Regions from separate parts of the Gossypium hirsutum genome. Here regions 2 and 3 are each linked to region 1. A link is a contact called in public Hi-C data. All regions are on one chromosome and are shown on one strand. Each heading gives the region's core, a stretch centred on a gene start, on an enhancer-like site or on the middle of the called end of the contact. The rest is flanking DNA. Distances are from core to core; before and after follow the strand shown.

Evidence for each region. A called contact is a pair of places that touch in the nucleus more often than the background predicts.
Region 2: a Hi-C map of leaf shows a contact between it and region 1, with 1.5 times the contacts expected there. The contact joins two enhancer-like sites. A contact is called at or near these places in 3 of 34 Hi-C or Micro-C datasets (all in leaf).
Region 3: a contact with region 1 is called in a Hi-C map of leaf, with 2.6 times the contacts expected there. The contact joins the promoter of LOC107886792 here to the enhancer-like site in region 1. A contact is called at or near these places in 6 of 34 Hi-C or Micro-C datasets (anther, callus and leaf).

What each region holds. Positions count from the first base shown.
Region 1 is chrA03:105,404,803-105,408,343 of Gossypium_hirsutum_v2.1, reverse strand. No RefSeq gene overlaps it. Among protein-coding and RNA genes, the nearest start is that of LOC107886790, 17 kb to the left of the region's middle. Within about 2 kb of position 1,508, at least 9 of the 9 cell types and tissues checked have an H3K27ac peak or open chromatin away from gene starts, as enhancers often do. A contact at or near this core is called in leaf, where this site is marked.
Region 2 is chrA03:105,490,768-105,494,575 of Gossypium_hirsutum_v2.1, reverse strand. No RefSeq gene overlaps it. Among protein-coding and RNA genes, the nearest start is that of LOC121220891, 5.6 kb to the right of the region's middle. Within about 2 kb of position 2,290, at least 7 of the 9 cell types and tissues checked have an H3K27ac peak or open chromatin away from gene starts, as enhancers often do. A contact at or near this core is called in leaf, where this site is marked.
Region 3 is chrA03:105,286,969-105,290,765 of Gossypium_hirsutum_v2.1, reverse strand. It overlaps LOC107886792 (nicotianamine aminotransferase 1), which reads left to right and starts at 1,760. Exons shown (of 7, transcript XM_016810858.2): 1 at 1,760-2,152; 2 at 2,282-2,621; 3 at 2,709-2,927; 4 at 3,074-3,133; 5 at 3,339-3,494; 6 at 3,573-3,666. The coding sequence starts at 1,884.

The DNA.
Region 1 (3,541 bases), core at 259-2,758:
CTTTATTTTTCTAATTGAAATTAAGATATCAATTCTTAGCAATAGTGGTTAATCCTCTTGACATTGAAGCTCTCCAAAGAGATAAACGATTGATTGTGAAATATGTTCCATTCATATGAACGCAGTGGCGGAGCATAGTGGAGAGCTAGGAGGCCATGGCCCCCTAAAATAATAAAATTTCAATTTAAGCTCTTTATAATTTATAAAATTTTAAATTAGTAATGACAAAATTACACTTTAGCCTTCCAAAAATAATAAAAATTTGATTTAACTCTTTTAAAATTATAAAGATATAAACTATTAAAATGATGAAATTACATTTTTACTATTGTAAAAATATACAATTTAATTCTGTCCCAAAACAAATTTTAGGCTTCGCCACTGTATGAGCGGGAATTGAACCTCTGGCAACATGTTTAAGGGACGAGGTGAACTAATACCATTCCACATCTTGTGACTATTAAACTTTATTTTTAATGATATGACATCATCTGGTTCATTGATCATGCATAGAATTATATACTCTCATTGACAGAATTTGATACACTGATTGACACTGTTGTTTGCATTTAATAAATCATGAAATATATGAATGATGTACTTATGCTAGTGTAAATTGAAAAAAAGAAGAAGATTTAGACATTTAAAAAAAATTATGATTAATATTTTAACAATTACACTATCATATTTTATGCTCCATTCATGTAGACCATACATGTCAAGTTTTGAGTAAATTAAAAGTGTCTAGAGATAAAGCAATATTTGTCCCCCTAAACTTGACAACTTTTCTTAAGTTAGTAGTTGATTTTTTTTATCTAGATTAGCACTTGAACTTGAATTCTATTACACATTTTGTCATTTTAATATATTCCTCATCTATTCCAAAATGTTATTCATGTCAACCAAACAATGTAATATTGTAACATGTTTATTCCATTCAACCAATCGAATTATATAAAATATATTATCTAGTTATTCCATTCTCACTTAGTAACTATCCAATCCCTGCTTTTTTCTAGTATAGGGAACCAAACAGGCCATTGCCTATCCTTAATTTGTTTGTGTATATAATAAATCATAAATTAATATAAAATAATATTAAAATTCTGAAAATATAACAATGCAGGAATTATAAAACTTGTATATAAATGCTAATTCTAGACTAGTTAAGGCAACACTAAGCGACAATTGTAGAATCCTCTCTGAGACTATAGCAGAATGGAATTATTTTCCTTGTTTATGGATTTTAAAATTGTTTTGCGGTCTTGATTATAATACTCGTTTGCAACACCACATGGTTGTATTGTAGTATATGCATTTACTTGGATCCTTATGCCCAAGTAACGGAAAAAATTAGGCCTTAATCCTTTGTACAAGAGAACATTTTTTTCACTGCTAGTGCAGCTGGCCTTTGTGTCGACTACTGCAGTTGGGCTTTTTCTCTCACGTCCTAGCACAATAACACCGCTCCTATCTTTTTCTTTGGCCTCCAGCCGTCGTGTTTTGGGCAGGTAGATCCCCTTCCACCAAATGGGTTTCTTCACAGTTTTGCTTCTAGAGTGGCTCCTCTATCTAGCTTGCTACTTGTTTTTTTTTTTTTGGTTCTCTCTCAGGCTTAGCTTCATGCGCACTGTCAGACGCTTTCGTTGCTTGGTTTCCTACCCGTTGAATCGCGCTAGGCTTTGGACCCACCACACCAGCTCTGCTTTGTTTGGTAGTTGAGGCCTTAGTCGCTTTTGATGGTCATGGCTCCTTGCCCTTCAATGAGGAATGGTCATAGTCTCTTGGTAGGAGCATGCATGGAGGTGATGGTAGATTTTGGGCATAATCATCTTGGCCGCCCTTTCACTCTTCTCCTCCATTCCTCATTTTTTGTTTTTCTTGGGGGGGTTCTAAATCTTTTTTCAGCTTATCCTTTATGGAATGAAATGTTTGCCAACCGAAAATGAAGGAATGATGGGAAAACGCAGGTGGAGAAGGAACCTAAAAGATGGATGCATTTCGATTATATTGGATCATTATATTAATTTTGTTTAACCAATTTGATTTACTCGATGTTATACATGGCCTCCTAAGATAATCCAAGCTCAAAGAAGCACACTACAAGCCCAAATAGAATGGTTAAGCCTAAATAATTGCTTAACCCATAAATTGGTGCTTACATAGTATTATTTTTACTATCTTAATATTTAATTCTTTTTAGTTACACGTGATATTTAATTTATTTTGAAATTAGTTAAATCGTTGAATATATATTAAAAAACTTAATTTATAAATTGGTATCTAAATTAGTTTTTTTTAGTACCTCACAAGTTGTTTTAAAACTATTTTTTTGTTACAAAAGGTTTCTAAACTATTTTTTCTCTAAATTAATACATTTGGTAGTTCAACCATTAATCAATCCGTTAAGTTTATTTATAAAAAATACACAATTAAAAATTACCATATTACAAAAAGACAAAAAAAAAATCTTATTTTCTCTTTATATATCCTCTTTTTTATTTTATAACTTTTTTCTTTTTTCTTTTTTCTTCCTCTCATCTTAGATTTCTTCTACAAGTGTGAAAATATGTGTAGGCAACTGAGTATCAGTTATTATTCCGAAGAGTTCAACAAGAAAATCCATTAAGTAAAAATACATGTGAACATGATTATATGATGAATAAGTGCAGGTATATGTTTAAGAAAATTTTAAGCAATATGCTCGATATTTGAGTGAACTTCGATAAGACAAAATGGATTAAGTGAAATTATGTAAGTGAATTTTAGTAGTAAAATAATGTTGGACAACAGCAGTTGTGTGACTTTGAAAATTCACCAAAAACTGTGTAAGTTGAATAATCTCAAATAAATTATGAAATTAAAACTTAATGAGTCTATTTTCATATAAAAGAAATAAGGGGAGCAAAAGAGTTGTATATTATGTGATATTCTAATTTTTGTGAGACAGTGTTAGAATGAATTCGAGATCCCCTGTTCTGACTTGGAAAAATTGTTAAAAATTGTAGAAAAATAATTATGGGTTATAATTTATATGCTTAGAATCTTTGATGAGTCTAATTTTAATAGAAACAAACGTTAACATTATCCGAGTCTCGTACTATGAGATAAATAAATTTTAGTGAAGAAAGGTCGAAGCTGACAAATAGCAAAACAGGGGAGAATTTGAATAATAAACTGTATTTATTGGATGGACAAAAAATTCTGAAAATTTTATGGTGGAAATATATGAGTCTAGTTTCTGAGAAAATTTACGGATCTTAATTTGGAGTTCTGTAACTCCAGATATAAATGATTTAGTGACTGTGACTCAAGAAAGCAGCTTAACCAGAACATGTGTAAATGTACAATTGTGTTAGTTTTACTATGGAAAGCATATTAGTAAATTGCTTATTATTATTTCATGTGAGCTTACTAAGCGTAAAGCTTACCCCCTCCTTTCCATTTCTTTTAGTGTTGTCAGGTTAGCTCAGGGTTGGAGATCGTCGGAGGCAGCATCACACTATCAAGCCAACACCTTGATAGTATAAACACATATGCT
Region 2 (3,808 bases), core at 1,041-3,540, 85 kb before region 1:
TGTGCAATAATTTTAGGAAAGATGTGTTTAGATCGATTTGCAATAACCTTTATCGCCAGTTTGTAAAGAACAGAACATAGGCTTATAGGTCGAAATTGACCAAAATTATCCGGATTTTGAACCTTCGGAATAAAAATGATTAGAGTATTATTTAAATCAAGATCAATAGGATTTCCGTTGAAAACCTTACGCACCCAGTCGCAGACCTCTCCCCCTATAGTGTCCCATTGCTTCTAGAAAAAGAGAGCGTGAAAACCATCACTACTTGGGGCCTTCAAAGGTGCCATATTAAACATAGCCTCCTTGATCTCCTCATTTGTCACCGGTCTTTCCAAGAATCTAATATCCGCTGGATCAAGCTAGGGAAAAACCACATTGAGGCAAGCTTCCCATAGGAGCAGGTAGTTCTCTATACAGTCTTTGAAAAAACTTATTTGCCTAATCTTCTATACCCTCAGGATCATACATCCAATTACCATCAGAATTACGGATGGCAGTAATACGGTTATTTTTCCTCCTTAACAGAGTACAGGAACGGAAAAATTTTGTATTTCTGTCACCAAATTTGAGCCAATCACATCTCGCTTTTTGCTTCCAAAGTTCTTGTCTAAGGGCCAAATCCACCTGACTCAAATGATGAGAACCGAAGAAATCTCTAGTCTTCTGGATGCTGGCAATTCTTTTAAAAAGGTCCTTCTTGCAAGTGGTAATGTTACCATAGACTTGTTTATTCCAAACCTTAAGATCCATAGTGAGCTTACCAAGGGTATCAGACATATTCCCCGAATATTCCCACATCTCTTTTAAAAAATTATCAAACCCTGGGTGCTCAATCCAACCAGCCAAAAATCTGAAAGGCTTTCCTCTAAGAAGAATAGTACTCGGATTCAGGGATAAGAGGAGGGGTCGATGATCTGACTTAATCTTTAGAAGGTGTGTAACCACGCCATTAGGAAAATTTCGAAGCCAGGCTTCATTTGCCAGAGCACGGTCTAGCCTCTCAAACAACGAACCCCTATGCTAAGTGAAAGGCGGCCCCTTAAAACCTAAGTCATAAAGCTCCGCAGAATCAACAAAATCACCGAAAGTTGGGCATCTCTTGCCCCTAGTGAGCCCTCAGATTTTTTTGAGGAGGAAAGAATTACGTTGAAATCTCCAATGGCAGTCCAAGGGCTCTGATCAAGTGGAATAGATTTCTTTAATTCACTCCAAAGATTTTGACATCTTTGTCTGTTAAGACTCCCATAAACAAAGGCGATGAAAATAGGATGAGTCAAGGATGAATGTCAAACCCGAGACATAATGAATTGCGGATGGCTATGACTCACATCAAGAAAAACAGAGTCTCTCTATCCTAGCCAAATGCCCCCTGAATATCCAATTGCTTCTACTCGATGTGAATACTGGAAACCCAACTTAGAGATGATATTGTCAGGACCCACTAACTCTCGGTTCAAGTAGGCTAATAATATCCGGCTTGTACTCAATATTATATTCCCAAAAAATTCTACAAAATTTCGCACTTGCACATCCCTGACAATTCCACGATAAGATAGTGATATTCATTAATAAAATTAAAAAGTTGGAATAAATTACCTAACTGTCCAGACCGATATTGGTATTCGTATCTAATCCTGCATCATCAACCTCAACATTCGAGCACTCATTAAGGATTTGAGGGGATAAAAGTTCAGCCATTGTTTCCATAGATTCAGCTAAAGGAACACGCGTAGTTCCCGAGGATTTAAAACGGTTCCCTCGACTTCGTAGAGCAATATAAGCTCTCCTGGAATTTCGAATACCCCTGTCCTTACCCCCACCTTTTTGTCTTTGGAACCATTAGATTTCTATTGCAAGTTAAAAACTGGGGATTCCACAGATCTCGGGGCCGAATTATCCTGTATAGATAAATAAATTTTTTATTAAAACTAACAGCAGAGTGTTTACCTGGATCAAGGGTATTATCAGATATAGGGACGATGAAACCCTCAGATTCATCAAAAACTGGATTATAATGAGCTTTAATATTTTCTAAATCCTCGGCTCTATTATTTTTCTGGACTTTAGAAACCAAATTGCCTAGAGAAATTGTGCCTTCCAAAGAAATGTTTTTTTGGTGTATCCACCTGTTTTGTTCCTGCACCATTAGAAATAACCAAATTAGAATTAGAAAAATTTCCTAAAGACTTCCTGTTAATTTCCCCTAATTCGCTTACTCCTATTGGCCTTTTCCCTAGGCTCTTATCCAAAGGTTTTTTTTGTAATTTTGGCCCAAATTTTTCTGCCCATTTTTGCCCGATATTTCCTTACCGATGGGCCCCTTAGAAAGACCCAAATCCATCAAGTTTCTATGACCTGGTCCACCAGCCGATTTATGTACTTTAATAAAATCCCTAAAATCCCAACTCATTTCCTTGTCTGTCATCTTATCCCCTAGGTCATTCCCAAAATTCCTTCCTGCCGACTGCCCCGATTTCATTCCCAAATCTTCCTCCTCTAACCGCGCAGAAAATCTGGTACCAGCAACAGCTCTATTCTGATTCTCCAGAACTTTCATTTTGTTTCCTCGCTTCTCTCGCCGAGAAGACCTCCTTTCCACCAGCATCCATGGCCCGAATTTTGGGCCTTTTCCTTTGATGATTGATGTATATTTTTTCCCGTTCAAGCACTCCGCCGAAAAAGGTCCCTCTACGGCCGTCGACTCCTCACGAGGATTATTTGCCGTGTTCACCAAATCCGCAGATTTTTGGTTCGCCATAACCGAGGTACACAAGTCTTTAGCATGTCTGTATTTGCCATACATGAAGCATACAGTCGGAAGGGCCTCATATTCAACTTATTGAGTAGCTCCGTCAACATATATTTTTGATATCAATGGCCTATCTAGATTGATATAAACGACTAATCTTGCAAAACGACCTATGGTCTGATTATCAGTTTGTAAATCCAGCTTAACCACCTTTCCAATAATTTTCCATTTGTACAGATGACCCGGGATTCGGCAATTGAATCCATGTTAATACCACACTCGGGTAACGTTGCATTGGATTGAAATGCTTAGACCAAGGTTGAACAGTCAGGTACTGGCCATAAACTATCCACGGACCCTGTGAAAGAGCCTTGTTGTAATCTCCAAGATCCTGAAATTTCACCAAAAAATATCCGTTAGCTATATCCATTAACTGAATAGAATTCACAAGCTTCCAAAGAAAAAGAATGTGATTATAAAGGGTGTTATAGCCAATGTTTCGCCGTAGGAGTTTAACGATGACAGCCAACTCTATTTCTTTGAAAAGGATTTCCTTGATCCGATCTGAAAACTCAGTCGCAGGAATCCCATCAATGATTGACGTATTAACGTCTCCTTCAAGTAACTCGAATTCATTTTCATTCACGACAGAAGGCACTGCCCGAACCGAGTCAGTGAAATCATCTTGATTCCCCAGTAATTTATCTTTCCACGACACGATCTACTTTGGTACTGGATCCACTGCCATAGAATTTTCATCATCAGCAAAAGACTCTTTAAATCTCACTTTTTTGGAGTTACGACCACCGTCGGAGTGAGTATCACCCTCTCCAACGTTGTCGAAAATTTGCGAAGTTGGGAGCATTTTAAACTTTTTCGTAGATGACTCGAAAATTTTACAGTGATTTCTTTGTTGTCATGGTTGTTCTACTATGGTTTATTAAATGGAATTGTATTCTTCACAAATTTCAAATTTAGATTTTGTACTTTTTGTTATAGCAATTTAGTTTCTCTATTTTTCATATTTCAAAATACTAACTCTAATTGTTAACATTGGTA
Region 3 (3,797 bases), core at 511-3,010, 120 kb after region 1:
TTTGTAAATTATATATGTGCTTAATCGTGAATTGATGAAAAAGGTAAGAATTGGACTAAATTGTAAAATGTTGATTATAATTGAAAAAGAGGCCTGTGGGAACTTAATAAAGGTTAGGATACGATTGGTATGCCAATTAGGTTTTGTGCACGCTTGTACGAGATTGGTTAGATATGTTACCATGATCCAGCATTTGTTGTGGACTCGAAGATACATGTAACATATGTTTAGCTTGGATTGGTAACCTGGTGTTGTTTTAAAGGTTTAGCTCGAACGGGTAATCTGACATGTATATTTTCAGCTTGGACAAGCAATCAAATGTGTCATTATAAAGGTTTAGCCTGGACTAGTAACCTGACATGATTATAACTTTAGCTCGTACGAGCAATTGGTGTATCAGAGATACTTATGTATCCGAGTCCATTTACTAAAGTTCATTAGGCAAAATAAATTACATGAATTGAGAAATTGAAATGAGACATAAAGATCTTGATATCCACTTGTGAAAATTTGAATTTGAACTTGAACAAAGTATTGAAGAAATGATATTAGCATGTATATAATTGTTTCATTCCATGATTGAATAAGTTTTGATCTAGTTAATCAAAATGACATGAATTGGCATGATATGTGATTGTGGTATTATATGTTTTATTTACAAGTTAAAACTCACCTTATTGATATGTGGTTTTTCATGTCTAGCCAACTATGCCAAGCTTAATAACTTATTGTGTTTAATTGAATACCAACTTAAATGTAGAGTGACCACTTCGTAACAAAATAATAACGTAAGTGACTAAAACGTAACATTTCAAGTATAAGTGACTAAAATTTAATCTAAAGTAAATAAAAGTTACTATTTTTATAATTTACTCAAAATTAAATTGTAATGAAGTAGAGTGGGCGGGGATGGATGCTGCAACATATAGGCACTACCGGCCTATAGTATACATTATACCAAATATTTTGTCCTTAAATATATATATATATATTGTGTGAGCCAAGTGATTCGCGTAGGATATAGGACAATTTCAAGTTTTTAGGCGTAAACTTTTTTTTATTTTTTTATGTTGAAGTTAAGTTTTAAACTTATAATTGTTTTTATATTGGAGTTTAATTTTTTTTAAATTAGTCCTTAAAAATTCTAGAATTTAGGGTTTTAATATGAAAATAATTATTAAATTTAGATTAATTTAAATAATAAAAAAATAATGTAAAAACAGTTTCCTAGTATTCATAATATGAAAGTTCATTTTGTTCAAAAATAATATCAAAGTTTAAAATTTATTTTTCGACTAACATTATTAGTTAACCTATAAGAATATAAATAAAATTTGAAAAAAAAATCATTTCTAAACTAAAATTGAAACAAATTGAAATATATTATTAGTGTCAGTGATGAAAATTTTATCAGATGGTGAGAAATTAACAAATGGTGTTAATAGAATTTCAAATTGTAATTTGTTGAGTATCTATAAAATTATAATGGAAATTTTTATATTAAGAGTTAATTTGTATTTTACTTCATCTACTTAAAATAAATAGTTTAATTTTTATACATTAGATCAAATAATAAATTGGTCATTCTCCTAAAAATTTAATGCATATCATATCATTATTTGATTATTTTGTTAATTAAAATAATTTTTAATAGTAAAAAAGAATGAAAATTTTAATAAAACCATTTCGCTTTTTGATATTATGTACCAAAACTATGCTACTTTTTTTTTATTATTAAATGATGGAAAATGCAATTACCGTTGAGTACCGAATTGCCAATTTTTATTCTGTTGGATAAATGATTGGTAGATAATGGGTTTTTAAAGACGCACGGCCCCGCTAACCCTTAACTCCAAAGTCCAAACTCCATTAGCAACAAGAAGATGGAGAGTGGAGCAAAGAAATGGGGTTTCCAAAGGACTCAGGGCCTGGAGGCAGCGTCCACCACCACCGTCCGAGGATATCTCAACCTATTAATGGGCAACATCAACCAAGATAGTTGCCTTACAGTCGTTCCTCTCGGTCATGGCGACCCCTCTCATTTTCCAAGCTTCAGGACTACTCCTGCTGCTGAAGATGCCATCGTTGATGCTCTACGTTCGGCTAAGCATAATTGTTATGCGACCACTGTTGGTATTCTTCCCGCAAGAAGGTTAGATTGTAAATTTTCTCTTTTAATCATGTTTCAAAAGAAACTGCAAAATAATTTTTAAGGTGTGACTGAAATTTGCTTATGAATGAATGAGCGGTCATGAACTTTGTTTGGTTCGAATTCCAACAGGGCACTTGCAGATTACCTCAACCGTGACCTTCCCTACAAGTCATCGCCCGATGATGTTTATTTAACAAATGGATGTACTCAAGGAATAGAAGTTGTTATATCAATTCTTTCCCGCCCCGGTGCCAATATTTTGCTTCCTAGACCGGGCTTCCCACTCTATGAAGCTTGGTGTGCTTATAACCATCTTGAAATGCGTCATTATGATCTTCTTCCTGAAAAAGGTTGGGAGGTTGATCTTGATGCTGTAGAGACTCTTGCAGATGAGAACACTGTTGCTATGGTTATTATAAATCCAGGCAACCCTTGTGGAAATGTCTTCAGCTATGAACATTTGAACAAGGTTAAACAAGCTTGTTTTATTTTCAGTATAACTTCTTGTCTCTTCTCAAAACAAGATGTTGATCACTGTTATCTTTTTGGAAGTTAGATTGCAGAGACAGCAAGAAAGCTTGGGATTTTGGTCATTGCTGATGAAGCTTATGACAATCTCGCATTTGGAAGCACTCCATATGTGCCGATGCGAGTGTTTGGATTAACCGTGCCTATTCTCACCATGGGGTCTATATCAAAGAGATGGGTTGTTCCTGGTTGGCGCCTAGGGTGGCTTGTCACAAGTGATCCCGATGGCATTCTTCAAAAATCTGGGGTTGGCCCCTAATTTATTTTTCTCTTGTTTAAGATACATGGTGTACATTTTCCTAATTAAAGAGGCTACAGGCAATGCATATTTAAAAGTAGAAATATACGAAGTTCGGATCATGTTGTGTTAATGATCTCATTGGCTCTTATCAGGTAACCGATTCGATCACAGGATTCCTCAATATCTCTTCTGATCCCGCTACATTTATCCAGGTTTGTTAATCAAGATACTTCTGCTAAGACACATACTTGCATTGGAAAAATGCAATTGCCACTTTCTTGCCAAAAGCCAGTAGATGTACTGTAGGCAGTGAAGTGTGCTATAATTTTTCCCATAAAGCTCAGTAATGTTTCACTCTAAATCATTCTCCTAACCTATCCTTCGGATAAATTGGTGTAATTTGGTTTTATGAAACAGGCAGCGATTCCTCAAATCCTTGAGAATACAAAGGAGGATTTTTTCTCAAAGATTATCAGCACCCTGAGGGAATGTGCTGATATATGCTACAATAGAATTGAAGAGATACCTTCCTTAACTTGTCCAAAGAAACCGGAAGGATCAATGTTTGTAATGGTAAGGGAGTGGTTTGATGTTTATGATGTATGCTGAAGAATTTGAAAAAGTATTTATATTTGTAAGCTTTAAATGCAGGTGAAGCTGAACCTATCAATGTTGGAAGACATTAATGATGATGTTGATTTCTGTCTCAAGTTAGCTAAAGAAGAATCAGTCATTATTCTACCAGGTAAGATTGAAGTTTCTGTATCATTTTTCACCAATAGAATTAAGCTAAACGTCCTTATTTCCTATGGGGGAAAGAAGGAAAACCAAAAATGAATCTTCAATTGTGATTAAGTGAAAAAAGATACTCTTCAA